5 separate regions of the Mus musculus genome follow, and regions 2, 3, 4 and 5 are each linked to region 1. Evidence: chromatin contacts called from public Micro-C and promoter capture Hi-C data. All regions are on one chromosome and are shown on one strand. The core of a region is the stretch at or near the end of the contact, and the rest is flanking DNA. Distances in the headings are between cores, read along the strand shown. Region 1 holds the start of Eno4 (enolase 4). Region 2 holds the start of Casp7 (caspase 7). Region 3 holds the start of Dclre1a (DNA cross-link repair 1A). Region 4 holds the start of Csf2ra (colony stimulating factor 2 receptor, alpha, low-affinity (granulocyte-macrophage)). Region 5 holds the start of Ccdc186 (coiled-coil domain containing 186).

Evidence for each region. Promoter capture Hi-C pulls out the DNA fragments that hold promoters and counts their contacts. Hi-C and Micro-C count contacts between places; a contact is called where the count stands out from the background.
Region 2: a promoter capture Hi-C map of pre-B cells shows a contact between it and region 1, with 4 times the contacts expected there. The contact joins the promoter of Casp7 here to the promoter of Eno4 in region 1. A contact is called at or near these places in 2 of 39 promoter capture datasets (liver and pre-B cells).
Region 3: a contact with region 1 is called in a promoter capture Hi-C map of pre-B cells, with 4 times the contacts expected there. The contact joins the promoter of Dclre1a here to the promoter of Eno4 in region 1. A contact is called at or near these places in 1 of 39 promoter capture datasets (pre-B cells) and 2 of 9 other capture datasets (adipose tissue and liver).
Region 4: a Micro-C map of embryonic stem cells shows a contact between it and region 1, with 5 times the contacts expected there. The contact joins the promoter of Csf2ra here to the promoter of Eno4 in region 1. A contact is called at or near these places in 1 of 39 promoter capture datasets (pre-B cells), 1 of 484 Hi-C or Micro-C datasets (embryonic stem cells) and 1 of 115 datasets of contacts at active chromatin or transcription factors (epiblast stem cells).
Region 5: a contact with region 1 is called in a promoter capture Hi-C map of pre-B cells, with 4 times the contacts expected there. The contact joins the promoter of Ccdc186 here to the promoter of Eno4 in region 1. A contact is called at or near these places in 2 of 39 promoter capture datasets (liver and pre-B cells).

Annotation. Positions count from the first base shown.
Region 1 is chr19:58,941,914-58,944,769 of GRCm38.p6, forward strand. Eno4 (enolase 4) reads left to right here and starts at 1,512. Exons shown (of 14, transcript NM_178689.4): 1 at 1,512-1,708. The coding sequence starts at 1,544. It also overlaps a transcript of Hspa12a not described here.
Region 2 is chr19:56,395,670-56,398,525 of GRCm38.p6, forward strand. Casp7 (caspase 7) reads left to right here and starts at 1,460. Exons shown (of 7, transcript NM_007611.2): 1 at 1,460-1,648.
Region 3 is chr19:56,546,632-56,549,487 of GRCm38.p6, forward strand. Dclre1a (DNA cross-link repair 1A) reads right to left here and starts at 1,491. Exons shown (of 10, transcript NM_001360437.1): 1 at 1,343-1,491; 2 at 6-1,072. The coding sequence starts at 519. It overlaps Nhlrc2 (NHL repeat containing 2), which reads left to right and starts at 1,630. Exons shown (of 11, transcript NM_025811.3): 1 at 1,630-2,229. The coding sequence starts at 2,052.
Region 4 is chr19:61,227,051-61,229,906 of GRCm38.p6, forward strand. It overlaps Csf2ra (colony stimulating factor 2 receptor, alpha, low-affinity (granulocyte-macrophage)), which reads right to left and starts at 1,368. Exons shown (of 12, transcript NM_009970.2): 1 at 1,289-1,368; 2 at 222-315; 3 at 1-134. The coding sequence starts at 315.
Region 5 is chr19:56,820,726-56,823,581 of GRCm38.p6, forward strand. It overlaps Ccdc186 (coiled-coil domain containing 186), which reads right to left and starts at 1,474. Exons shown (of 16, transcript NM_170757.2): 1 at 1,263-1,474.

The sequences.
Region 1 (2,856 bases), core at 262-2,761:
CTAAGATACATAAAACCAAGTCACAAACTAGAAAAAAAAAAAAAAAAGGAAAAGAAAATTAAATGAGGTCTGGAGATATAGTTCAGTGGCTGCATCCAGGTGGTAGGCCCAGAGATTCATGCTGAGCACAGAAGAATGAAAAAGAAGAAAGTCAAATGGGTCAGCCCTAAAAGATGAGGGCTCACGTCTGTGGTCCAGGTTTCAAGTGGGCAAGGAGATCAGTAGAAAGAGCAGTCTGCTGGGGGGGTGAGAATGTGAAGCACAGCTTTTCTTAAGACACAAAACTCAACCTTCACAGGATGGGCGAAGGAGGTACCTTCCACAGGAGGCGGGTTGGTATGAGGACGGCCACACCCAGGAATAAAAGCAATGGCAACATTGTGGGCTCGTTTTTAAACAAAGGTGCACTAAAATCCCAGCTGTGAGCGCTCAGCTCTGCGATGGACAAGGAGATGACTAAGTCTCTGCTTCCACCATCCAAGGACTTGCAGCCAGCCAGAGGGGAGGGCAAGTGTGTGATGACCCATCACACCACAGAAAGGAAATCGTCCTCAAAGAGAGTCCAGAGCAGGGAGGAATGGGTCTCGGTTATATAAGCGTACTTACAGAATCAGGTATTTTATCCACCTACATCCAACAGTACATTTATGGAAAACAACTGTTCCCAAATGCCTCTTCGCACTCGGGGTTATTTTAAGTGATTGTCCAGCGGACAGAGCAGGTAAGATTACGTTTTCCAGATGAGCAATGAAGGCACAAGTCTTTTAAGCAACCTGCTTTCTGTTGGGAACATAAAACAGGCAACAATAAAAAAAAAAAAACACGAAAACACCCTGTCTGTCTCGGCCCACTCCTATCCATTACTTGGATCGTCCTGCACCATCCAAGTAACGAGCACAGAAATAAGTTCTATCATTGCGTCTGGTACCTAACTGTCACAGTAAACAGGCAGCCCGCTGCTACAGACCATGACCCAAGGACTTTCTCATGGGCTGCGTTTTGCATGGCCTCCACCTCGCCCTGGGTCTCTCCAAAGCATCATCAGTCTTACTTCCTACACTGGGTTTCACTCTCAGTAATCTCCCCCAAAGGGAGCTTTCTGAGAGAGAGCATCACGAGGCGTGCAGCAAGCACAGTGCGTGGGTTGGAAGGGATGCATGCCCAGGACCTCCACGGCTCAGGAAGGGCACCCTGGGCTCTTGCATCCCTCTCCCTCGTTAACTGCAAGAGTTGAAGTGGCGGGTACCGCTCCCCAGCTTCTGCAAAACGAACTCAAACAATCGTTAAATGCCTCCCCGTCTGCAAAACTGTCCGAGGAACAGTGACAAACGGGGACGAGAGAGCACTAAGAGCGAAGCATTGAAGAAAGGCGAAGTGCGGACGGGACAACGATGGGTCCCGAACGGAAAGCTTGAGTCTCGGTCCACCAAGGGAAGGAAGCCTCGCGAGATCTAGGGGTCGTGATCTCGTTGCGTTGCCTAGCGACAAAAGGACGCTGGCGGGCCCCCTGGCAAAACCCCGCTGTAGCCCTAAGTCTCCTACCATGGGAGATGAAGACGGCGGCCGCAGAGGCGGGATCACTAGGGACCTGCAGAAGCTGAAGCAGCAGGCGATGGCGTACTACCAGGAGAACGACGTCCCGCGCAAGCTGGAAGATCTGCTCAACTCCACCTTCTACCTCCAGCCTGCGGATGTCTACGGGCACCTGGTAGGGACGCGCGGGGAGCTCCCTCCTCCCTCTGGCCCACGCTGCGGCAGCGCGATGCGTCTGCGCCTGCGCAACGGAGTCGCGCCTGCGCGCTGCTGGGCAGAAGGGTTAGGGGATGCCCAGCTGAGAGCAGGGCGAGCGTGCTGCGCGGGGAGGATGCGGAGAGTTGACAAGAGGACCCTGAATGGGTCTGTAGCTCAGGTCTGCTCCGAGACTGGCGAGCTTCTTTTCTATCCAAGGAGCTCACCTGCCGTTGGTTTTCTAAACCACAGACCTGACGCTGAACTTACCTTACCTGCGGGCGGGGACGCAAGCTGGACCACGAAACGAATGCCAGGGACTTGGCTGCAGCCCACCCCGGGTCCCATTCCTTTGGCTTCCACTCCCCCCTGATGTCTCAGATTCCAAGTCTAAGCTCCCAGGTGTGAAAACCTCACGCACCCTGCATTGGCTAGGTACCCAACGTCTCGGGCCAGTGACTGCCAAAATGCAGATTTCACTCGGAGGCCCTTCTCCGTTGTTGACTGAGTGTCCTTGAGCTCTCCTAGGGCCATCCTACAGTAATCCTTTGAGTTACCTAATGGTTGGCTGCTGAGGAGGGGGATTCCTGTGCATCAGATGTGACTTGGAAAGGAGTTGGGGTACCTACCACTCGTTGTCTTCGTCTCTAAAAGCTCTGCAAGATTTAAAACAAACAAACAACCCTCCCTTTTTTAAATAAAGAACTTGGGCCTCAGGGCTTTAACTAGTACCCCCACCCTCACCCCTACCCCTGCACTGTGGGACAAAGGGACAATTATAGACTTTTTGTGGAATAGGTGAGTGAAGGCCTTATAAAGATTTCAATCCCTCTCTCTCTTGCTGAAGGAACTGTTAACTCGTTGTCTAAAAGGACACCTCACCCTGTCTCTTCCTAGTCTGTTAGGCAGCCTGGCACTGGTTTGTACAGCTCTTTGGGAACTCCCATACCTTAGTTAGGGGCGGCCCCATTTGCTTTCTATCCTTTGCTACAACATTCTGACCAAAAGCAACTTAGGAACTTGTTTATTTGGTTTACATTTCCATGCCACAGCCCATCACTGAGGGAAGTCTGGGCAGGAAATGCAGCAGAGGCTATAGGAAGAAAAAAAATGCTGCCTACTGGTTTG
Region 2 (2,856 bases), core at 210-2,709, 2.5 Mb before region 1:
GGATGTTCTCACGCCGACCCACAAGCAAGAACAGACAAGAGGTTTCCTGTGGTGCCGCCCTGCCTCTCCATCTGCGTGAGGGATGGATTCCTGTGTGCGGATGCGCCACGCATGCCACAGCACAGGCAAACCTTCTTGTGGATAGAACATCACTGTCCAGGCAACAGGACCCTGGTGCTGTCAGGTGGGCAGCTTCTCACATTCCTCACCACCAAATAAGTAGAGATTGGTTGTTAAATGTTCCACGTTTTAGGACTACCCTGGAAAAAGTCATGGTTTACACAAAGATAAATTATAGTGGAGATAGGATTTCTTCATTTTTCAAAGGACTGTCAGTTTTAAAAAGCAAATCACCATAGCGTGAGCCATGGCTTACCCCAACATTTGCCTCCACAGTTCAGGGACACTAGCATTATTAAATAAGAAGGAGGGCAGGCATATTAAGAATTGAAAGTGCCCATACTGGCTGAGATTCTAGAGTTAGTGCTAAAACTCTGGGGTTCAAGAAAAACCATGCTAGCAAATAAAATAGCCTTGATGGCTCCGGAGACCTGTAGGTCTGAGAATCGAGTATCTCTGGCGTTTTCACAAAGTTCTCTCACATAGCTTGCTTCAGTGTGAGTGAATGAGCTGTTCTGAGAACTCTAGGTGGAGGGGAGGAATTGGAAGCGTCTACAGATGGAAGCCCAGATCTGTCTGTCTGTCTGTCTGTGTCGAAGATGACATGAACAGGAACCCATGTTAGCTCACTGTCTGCTTCCTCAAACCTAGTGCCTGACACGGGAGGTAGCACACATGGATGATGATTTTGGCGCAATATCCGTGCAAGCTGGGTTTGGGAGGTATAAACGTGTTTAAGACAAAGTTCGCCCCCCTCCCCAACAACGTCTGGGAAGACATCAGACTAAAGCGACTGGTGGTGCACAGTATCTGGTCGAGAAGCAGCTTGTGTTAGGAAAAAGGTAAAAAACAAAAACAGAACGAGACAGGTGCCCCATCGCGGAGAGCAAGTCAGAATTTTGGGTCCATCTGCTGGGTAGACAGTTTTGTAGAATGCGTTCTCAGTGGAACTTTTGACGTTTACAGTTTTAGAGTCTCTTAGTACTCCTCTCTGGTGAGCGCGGGGAAATTTGCATATGTGGCATAGAGGAGGGGACAGGGATAGCCCCAATTTGCAGGGCCGCTCTCCTCCCGTGCCGGTGACGCTTGCCAACTTCGCAGAGGTCTGGACCAAGCGCGCAGTCATATTTTCAGAGAACTTAACAGATTTGCAGCAGGTAGCCCGGGGTCACGGTCACTTTTCTGGCTGGCAGTTTTGCAGAGCCCGCCAGTTCTGTAGGGAGCGCTCTATCTGCCCAGTTCCTGCAGCCGCAGGGGTCGCCCAAACGTCGCAGAGGGGGGGACGCAGCACGTGGGCGGCGAGGGCTTCCCGCGCGAGCTTCCCGCGCGAGCTTCTCCCGCGGCGGGCTCCGTAGCGCGCGTTCCCGCTCGCCCCCAGCTTTCCCGGGCTGCAGGCACAGCCCCGTCCGGCCCGCCCGCTCCTCCCCCTCCGCCTCTGGGACTTTTGCTTTCAGTTTTCCCAAAGCTGCCCTCGACCCTTGCGGAGGACGGACGCTGCCGTGGGCTCCTGGCCGCCGCCGTGGGAACGGTAACTTGGGCCGCCATCGCGGCTTTCCCTCCCCTCTTCCGCGAGCTCCTTCCTCCCGCGCGTCCCCGCCCAGAGTCCCCCTCCCTCCCGCAGGCTCGCAGAACTTGCTTGCAGGGCGCTGTGGCGCGGAAGGCTCTCCAACATGCCTGGCCATCGCCCGCTTTGCTCGGCACGGCGGTCCCTTGGTCTTCTGGACCAGGGTCTCACGACATCCGGTGCCATTCCGGATGTAACAGGGAAGAAAGAGCGGGTGTAGGGCAGTAGATGTGGTTGTTTGAACCCGCAAGGACTACCTTGTCAGACCGGGAACTTAGGCGCTGCCGGGTCCATTTAATGGGAATCTTGGGCGGTTCTGGTGGCTTGTGCTCAGGGAAAGAGGGAGTTAGGTGCATAGGTCTTTAACCTAGGCGAAGTGTGCTTGAAACACTCTTTCTTGTCTGGGGACCCTTGCATCGGGACTCTTAGACTCTTACAGTGACTTAAGACTGGTGAAAAACTGGCAAGCGACACTTGTCAGTATGAGCTCCAGGCGACACCTCACCTTTACTCCTTGGCCTTTCGGGTTTATGGGGAAGTAAGTTTATTAGTAGGCACAGGCGGTGTTTGTAAGCAGTTCACAGGCCTTTCTCTTGAGCTGAGATAACTGATAAGGCCCTGGTTTTCTGTTGACAAGCTGTTTCTTCCTTCAGATTTTGGCCAGCGTAACCTTACACCCCTGTCCATATTGTTAAAGCCTAGCATTACAATCTGCCACTCTGCAACCTCCTATAGGACATGGGCAAAGTCTCTAGTTCCCTCATGGTGTGAACCTCAGGTGACACTGATGGGTTGGGTGGCAGCCTCGGGACTTTTTCACTTAAGGAAGTATGCATTTGGGCAGGAGGTGAGCCTGTTCAATGTTGCTGTGTTTGGGAAGCAGGCAGCCTGTTTCCTCAGGAAGACCCACCTCAATCAACTTGCTTAGCCTGCTTTCTCTTGCTGGGATAAACACCATGACCATAGAGAGGAAAGGCTTTATTTCATTTGACGACTTCAGGTCACAGTCTGTCATTGAGGGAAGTCGAGGCAGGAGCCTGGAGGCAGGAAATCTGATTACTCACTCAGCTACCATTAGTACACAGCCTGTGGATGGTACCACTACAGTGGGCTGGGCCCTCCCCTCCCACACCAGCCATTGGTCAAGGCACTTCCCTATAGACATAGCCACA
Region 3 (2,856 bases), core at 241-2,740, 2.4 Mb before region 1:
CTTACCTGTGTCAGAGATAGGTGGAGAATCCAAACACTCAAACACATGCCACTGGGGCGTCTGACCCAGCAATGAGGAGAAGGGCATCTGGCAGCTTGGGCAGTATCCATCATAAACAGGGCGCACCTTCGGGGTCACTTGCTTCCCTCTGCGAGTTCTATGTTGCTTTTTCGGTGTTGTCTCTTTGTTTTGAGACTGCTGACTCTCATCTCTACAGCTCGAACTCTGACTGGAACCTGCAGAAATCTGACTGTCTGTTTCTGCAAGGCACACTTTGTGGTCCTTCGTCTTGCCTGGATTTTCTGAAGTCCTTTTTTCATTTCCTTTTGACTGGTGTTTTCCATCTGTTGATTTTTCAACAGATTCTGAAATATTTTCAGAACAATTATTTGGATGTACGGGTTTGGGCTTTCTTTTAGATTTATATTCCCAGATTTCTTCTTCCCAAAACGTGTCTTCTAACATGGCCAAATGATTTTTGTGAGTACAGCACCAGTCTTTGGTGAATTCAGAGTCCATTTCTTGTAACAAGTTTTTAATAGGAAAAAAAAAGTAGCCAAAAGCCAACTAACTTGGTTGGAACTGAAAGCTTTGGTGATATTGGCACACAACCCACTTAGTACCTGTGAACACCTGCTGTTCCATTTTATACCATAATAAAATTAAGAGAACTCACTACAGGGTAACATCTATACGGTTTTCTTTACATTGTGACACTATTTCATTCAGGTTTTTTTTTAACTTCTCAGAACTTGATTTATAAAAATAAGAATCAAGAATGTCTTGAATGTCAAGCACTGACGGTAAGTACCAGGCTCAATGACTTTAACTGAAAACAGTCTCCATATAATGGTTAGAAAGCTATTCTGGCTCTCGTTCATGTGGACAAGTGTCCATTTACAAGTCCAGTCACAGTCCCTAGTCTACTTAGTGTGAGACTAGTCCATAGACTAGACCATAATCAAAGAGGTGTTGGTTACAACCGACAGCTGCCCTTATTCGTGACTCATGGGTCCAACCAGTTTCAGCTTCCTGGGTCAGTCCATTTCTTCCTCCATCCTAGGATCAAACCCTGCACAGTGAACAAAGTTCAAACATGTGAGACTGTACTCCACACCATAGGGGCTGTCTGCCCTGAAATCAATCAGCCACTTCTGCAGACCTCCAGAGAGGTCAGGTACCAGAAAATTCCTACAGGCTCCCGCTCTTTGCCTTTGGATCTGGGGTGGGGGGAAGATCAATGAAGGAGCCCTACATTATTCCCAGGTTAAATAATGCCAACATCCCAATGAGCCCTTGTGCAGCTCGCCCCGTTCCTCCCGGTAGTCCCTCGTGGGCACACCTGGCCTGGCAGCAGGGGGACCCCGCTGCAGCTGCCTCCTCTCTGCGCCAGCTCGCGGGACATTCCATTCGCGCCCGCACTTTCAGCACACCCAGAGTCACAGGACACTTTTGTTGTTGTCAACACAAAACCACCGGCCTCACTGCCTACATTAAAAAAAAAAAAAAAAAAAAAAAAAAAAAAAAAAAGAGTCTCCTCCGAGGGTTGCTTTACCTTCTTTACCTTTCGAGTCTTTCTTGGCGGGAACGCTGTCCCACTGTCACTGCCGTGCCGAATCGGCTGATCTCAGTTTAAGAGTGGGACACACAAATGGGCAGGCTTTTCTTAAGTCGGCTCTTTTAAACGTGTACATGGTTATTTGAATTTTATTTGTCTTGGAATTCCCTGCCGGGCTTCAAAGGCAATGGGTTCCCAGCTCCTCTGGAGCGCGACCCTAGCAGCCTTCCCCGTGTCGAATCTGGCGCTCTGAACGTCCAGGCTTCGCGGCGGCCCGGAACCTGGAAGGGGCGGGGTGGGCAACTCTGGAGTTTAATTACGCGCCAGGGAAGCACGGCCCTTTGGACTTTGGCGTCCGGAGGAAGGCTTATTGGAGGCGGAAGCGTGTGTGGCGCAGGGCCGGGCTGGCCAGGCCCCGCTCTGAGTCAAGAGGGCGGCGCACGCTGGTCCGACCCGCGCCCTCGGCCCCGGAGCCCTCGGGAGCTCGCGCAACATGGCGGCTCCCGGAGCGCGCGGCGCGAGCCTCTCGGGCCTGCTGCCCGCGCAGACCTCGCTCGAGTACGCCCTGCTGGACGCCGTCACCCAGCAAGAGAAGGATGAGTTGGTCTACCAGTATCTGCAGAAGGTGGACGGCTGGGAGCAGGACCTAGCGGTGCCCGAGTTTCCGGAAGGTGAGGGGCTGGCGTCGGGGTGGGGGCCGCTCCCGGGTCCTCCCCTTCCTCGGTGGCTCCCTCCCGCCAGCAGATCGGTGCCCTGCGGTCCTCCCACAGCCCCCGAGGTGCTCCAGGGGAGCAGCGACACACGGAGGGGGTTCTGCTGGGCGGGGACCAGTGTTTGCATCTCTGTCTGGAATCCTGCGTGACCTGACGTCAGTAGCCTCAAGGCTCCATGGGTGTATATTGATCACTTTTTAATGTGCCACAGACGGTTTGAAGCACTTGAGAGCTCCTACTTACCTGGTACAACCCACCGAGACCCTCTTACTAGTCTTGTTTTACAGTTAAGGAAACTGAGGCACAGGGAAGGCTAGGAAACCTGCCCGTCTAATAACCACTAGAGTTGGACTACATTCTACAGGCATAGCATCTGATGGTTTTCTAGTCCAACCGCGTTTCCACGTTCAAAGTGGTGAACCTATTGATCTTTAAAATCTGGAATCAATTTTAGCTTAGTACTCAGGTTTGAATCCTAGTAGTGGGAACTGTTGGGACATAGGGAAACGATACTCCCGGTAGTACAGTTTAAACAAAACGCTCCCTTACCTTCTTTGGTTGGGAGTGTCATTGTTTAGCCTGCCG
Region 4 (2,856 bases), core at 118-2,617, 2.3 Mb after region 1:
CGCCTCCCGCGAGGTCACGGTGCATGACGTCACCGTGACGTTCCCCGCGGCGGTGTCGCAGGCCCAGGTCAGCGTCCGAGTCCAGGGGTCGAAGGTCAGGTTGAGGGCGGAGCCGGCGTCCGGTGTGGTCGGAGCTGGAAGGGGGAGGAGGGTGAGGTGGCTCTGTTGGACGCGGCCCCGCCCACCGTGACTTCCGACCCCGCCCACCTAGCGTCACTAACCCAGAAGGGCCTGAGTTCCCGGAAGCAGTAGCGTGGAGAAGAGCAGGGCGAGCTGAGCCAGGGGGGTGATGTTCATGGCATGTGATGACGTCATCTGTCAGTCAGATGAGTGGGCAGAGCCGAGGTGTTATCCTGTCTGGCGCACTAGGGTGGGCGGGGCATTCTCTGGCCCCGTCCCACCCACTCACTACAGCATGATTTGTGGTGGGTACAGAGGCTGGGCTCTGCCATCTGAGCCATGCCCCTGTCTCAGCTCCTCTCTTGGTGACGTTATCCTATTGATTCCCCGTGAATCTTTGCTTATATGTGGACCCGCTTTGTCCGCGCGGTGGGGAGGCGGTCGAGGGGATCGGGGGTCGCCCTGCCTGCCTGTGGCCTGACTGTGTGTAGGTCAGACCCTTTCCCCCTCACGCTCCACCGCCGCCTGGACCCGCCTTTCCCCAACCCCGCCGTGCTCCAAGCTCAGCTGCAGCCACTTCCTTTTCTCCAGTCCCCACTTCCTGTCGGGCCAAGGACGCTCGCTCGCGGGGAGTGGGGAGGGCGGGGGCGGCGTCCGCGGGGTCTCCGCAGTCGGGCTTAGGGGCGATCCGCAACTCCCCGCTTCCCCCACCCCCCACCCCCGCCCCGGGCTTTGGAGGAAACGCACTTGAAGCCATCCCCCTGCCTCAACTCCACCATCTCCAGACCCCTGACTCCTGGAGGTGAACCACATCTCCTGACCCCAGTACTACACAGAGGTCAGAGGTTGCGGGGGATTGGCAGGCGGAGGCCACGCCCCCCAACTCCGGCTTCTAAGCCCCCCTTGGCCTCTGTTACCTCTGACCCCACCCCAAACCATCCCCAGGGCTCAGACCCACGGGTGGTGGGGACCTTGTACCCGAGACCCAGGGCACACACAGTAGGTCTGCATGTCCCACTGCCCCCCCCTTCCGGTCTCTCCGTCCCCTAGCCCCATCGTTTTCTAAACCCCAGGGTGTGCTGGGCACACAGTAGGGCCAGGTGGGAGGGGCTTCTGGGTGACGTCATGTCAGGCAGGGTGAGGTGGAAAGGGGTGGAGGGGCTCTGACCTGAGACAGGGGGCTTCCTGCGATGGATGGTGAGGCCTGGGCGCAGCGTCTGTGTCCGTCCGTCTGTCCGTCTGTCTCCCGCTTCCTCTTCCTCATCTGCAGGTTGGGAAACCTAGAGGGGAAGGAACAAGGCAGGCAGGGGTGGGTGGCTGGGTGGGGCCCGGTGACGTCACCGGGGGCGGGGTCCGAGTGTCCCGTGCAGGCAGCATGATGTCAAATGCGCACAGTAAGTATACGCGCCAGGCGGTTGGCCCGCTGTGTGACGCCATGCAACCTCGTGCAGTGGGGCAGCACACCGGGACGTGAGCCTACTGTGTGGCTGTTCGGGCGCGTCACACTGCCACGCACACAGCCTGGCTACACACGGTGTGACGTCAGTCACTGCATCTGACCCCTTGTGGACACAGTGTGACCACTCAGCACAGTGTGACATCACCGACAGTCTTACCCTGATGCACACAGTGTGACCACACATGTGAGCACGCGCTTACACAGTGGGAAGACTCTGACATGCAAAGTCTTGATCCTGTTGATCATATTGATAAGGGTTAGGTTCAACAGGTGATCCTTAGGTTCACATCTCCTTGCGTCATCGTTAATTTCCAAATTGGGGAAAACCAAATCTGGATGAAACGGACAATTTTCTACACAGCACAGGCACCACAGTTAAAATCACGGAAGCCACCTAACGGTCCCAGGACCCAGAACCCAGAGACAGCTGTGAAGTCTCCCACCCAAGACAGCCCAGGGTCAGGCGGGCCTGGTGGATGCTTCCACCCAGCTCATTCTGTGAAGCCACACACACACACACACTGCGCGGAGATGGACGTTTCTGTAAAATCAGGAACTCGTCACAATTTCTGTCCACAGAGGACTCATGAGAGATTTTCTGTCGTGTTTAATGTTCCAAACAGATTTTAAAAACTGGTAGAGTGTGTATTAATGTCTGCTTCCGAAGATGTCATGTACATTTAAGAGGCATTTAAACTATTATGAATTATTTTAATGACTTTAAAAATATCAATACTGAGTTGTATGTTTTAAGATAAATTTTATTAGTTTTAAAAACCTACATGGTATTGTGGGGAATTGCAGGCTGGTCTCCAGTCGATCTGAGGTCTGAACCCCGATAGTCATAATTCACCCTCATGACACGGTAGGCATTCCCTCATGCTCCTTACCACCTCCCACAGCCCCAAGAGAAGCATGGTCAATCTGACCTTCAGGCTAAACTCCTCCCCAGTTACCTAGCAACAGGGAAGACCATAAAAAGGGGTGCTTAGCCCCCACCTCGCTCTCTTACTCCTTTGTCCTCTCACCTCTCACTTCTCTCACTTCTCTCCTCTTCCCTTTCTCTTTGTCTTCTTCTTTCCTCTCCTCTCTCCTTCTTTCTCTTTCTCTCTAGCCTTTCCTCCCTCCCCCCTCTCCTCTCTCTTCTACCTTCTCTCTTTCCCCTGAATTTCTATAATAAAGCTCTTAAACCATAGAGTCTCTGCTCTGCTCCATCAAGGCCCACTGCACACTCTGGTTAGTGTTGGGAACTTCTTCCCCCATTCCCTCTCTCCCAC
Region 5 (2,856 bases), core at 224-2,723, 2.1 Mb before region 1:
AGTCACTTTCAGGACTGAACACACTAAGGAATCAGCAGCAGCCATGCTGCCGCACTGCACAGCATCAAAGAATAAGTCTTTGGTTCCTGTGTGAAGGAACTAAAGGTTTATGAGTGCCCCTTCTTCTACCACTCAGGATTTCAGTCTGGAAAAAAAAAAAAAAATCAGACTGGGAAATGTCACCCTTACTCCATGGAACCTGTTCTCAATCAAACACCTTAAGTTTCTATTGTTTTAAATTAGAAAAGGCCTTCAAAAAAACTAAACACAGTCCCTGTGTCTTCTGGTAGCCTTCCAAAGTCATACTTACCTATTACCCTGTACAAAGGAGAAGGAAGGCCTTGGTGCAACAGTACAAGATTATGGCCTGCCCAAAATCTGCACATGGGAACATGGGAAGACCAAAAAGGAACCATAAAAGAAGTAGGCCAATCATTACTGTTGTTTCATTTGTGTAACCATTAATTAACGAAGAGCTAAAAAGTAGCTGCACACGGTGGACTTGATACACAAGACGCATCCGTTTCAGTATCACTTGTCTCTGGGTCCTTAATCTCCTTCACAATTAAGTGCACAAAGGCCACATCCACGCTAATAAACCTAACACTTAACAGACCGATTTTCCTTGGGATGGCTGGCTACACGTGCACTTTGAAACACTGTCATAACTGATTTGTTTCATCTTTTCCTCAGACAAGCACCCTGTGTACCACTTCAGAAGAAAGGAAAAGGCTGGGACATCAAAGGACCGTGCGTGACACTGGGTCTGAGACATCTTTTCTGGTTCGCTGTCATATTTTTTTACTGTAGTCTTTTCTGACTCTAACCCAGGTGTTCTGCGTACAAACCCGAGTCTCCTCTCTAAATAACAATCAAGATGTGAATATTGTAACAAGTTACGAATTGTTGGCAGCTGAGCCATCATTCTCCCCGCGCGCTGTTTCCCTGGGATTGCTACTTTGAGGATAGGTAGAAGGGGAGAGAGAAATCTGAAATGGTTTCCCTACCAAGGTGAAAATATATGAAAATACATCGGGATCTTTGGAAAAGCCGAACGCTGCGGACCGCGTCCCCGGAGATACCGCGCTGGTGCGGCGGGGGAGCGGCCGCGCCTCCGGGCACAGCCCCCCGAGGGCCCCGCCAGCCCCGTCACGTCCACGCGCGGAGTTGCGTACAGCCCGGGGCTACCACCCCGTCACGTCCACGCGCGCAGACCAGCGCTCCCCGAGCGCGCCCGTCCCGGACGCCCCTCGGCCACTCACCGTCCGTCGTCCAGCCCCGGGCCGCACCCTAGCGAGGCCGATGGAGCTCCGGCTCCAGGGCCGACGAACCCATGGCGGCGTGTAGCCGACGCGGAGTGGGTGAGGAAGTCACGCGCGGAGACCACTGCAGATCCCGGGCTCTCAGCGGAGGTTTTCCCCCAAAACCCCTGCGGAGCTGACACATCAACAAAGATGGCGGCGACGCCTAAGCCGGCGCGGCTACAGCTGAGGGGGCGGGGCTCCCTGAACGAGCCAATCAGCGCGGCGCGGACCGCGTGACGTTAAGCACCTGGAGGCGGGCGTGGTTTTCGAGGCGCCGCCTCCAGTCCTCGCGGTTTCTAGAGGCCCCGCCCAGCATCTCCGTGCCACCTCCACTTAAGCCCAAGGAGGCTGTAGCAGGCTGTTGTTGTCCGGTTGGGCCACTCTTTCCCTTTCCCGTCCCAAGCCGGTGCTTTCTATCGGAAGGAAGTTGCCATCTTTTTTTCTTCACCCTTTGGCCGGTCATCTAATGAGTCAGTGGCATAAAGTAATAAAAGAGAACTAGAGATTGTGGCTTCCCGGTTCTGATGGTGCAAACTTTGCGCTGCCTGTGGGTGAGCCAAGTCCGCAGGAGCAGCTGACTTGGGCATGCGAGCTTCATCTCTGGGAGAGAGCTCTGCAGGGTTTCCATAATAATAATTGACCTGGGATCTCCAAGTGGCACCGAGTGCCATTGTTTACTAGTAAGCTTGTTAGTGTGCTCCACGCAGAGGACCTAAGCCTGCCTGGGCTGCGTAACCCATCCGGTTGCATGGTTGCACGCAGGTTGTATATTATAGTGACTAAGCCCAGTTGGAGGAGGTAGGGAAGGTGAGCAGTTTTAGTCTGGAGGTTTTGCAAACCACCTCTGTCCGGAGAAAAGATGTGTTAAAGTTCTGGGCCGTGTAGACAGTTGTAAGTGAAAATAGTTAAGACTCGTCTTCAGTGGCAAGTTTGTAAATCCAAGCATATTACTGTTAAATTACTTTCATAATTGCTGAGGAGGAAAATCTTCAATGTGGTATATTACTAACCCTCTGTCTTTTTTTAATCAGAAAATGACAACTCCCTCCTCAAATTATGGTAATGTATTACAGTACGTTTTACAATTAAGGTGCGGTGGTGACTTGAATAGACTCATGTATTTGAATGCTTGGCCCATAGGAAGTGGCACTATTAGGAGGTGTAGCCTTGTTGGACAGGGTATGTCATTGTGGAGGAAGGCTTTGAGCTCTCATATAAATGCTTGAGCTACACCCAGTGTGAGACATATTCGGTCTCCTCCTTGCTGCCTTCCAATCAAGAGGTAGAGCTCTCTGCTCTTTGTCTCTAACCCTAACCCTCAACCCCCTGCACACTGCTGTGCGTCCCAGCGTGATAATAATGGACTAAACCTCTGAACCTGTAAAACCAGCCTTGATTAAATGTTGTCTTTTATAAGAGTTGCCTTGGTGTGAAGAGTGTCAATTCACAGAAATGAGACCCTAACTATGGGTTGAGCCGGGAGTAGTGGCTTACAATGGTTATCCAGGCATTTGGGAGGTGCAAGTAGGAACCACTTAGGGTTTAGCCTGCA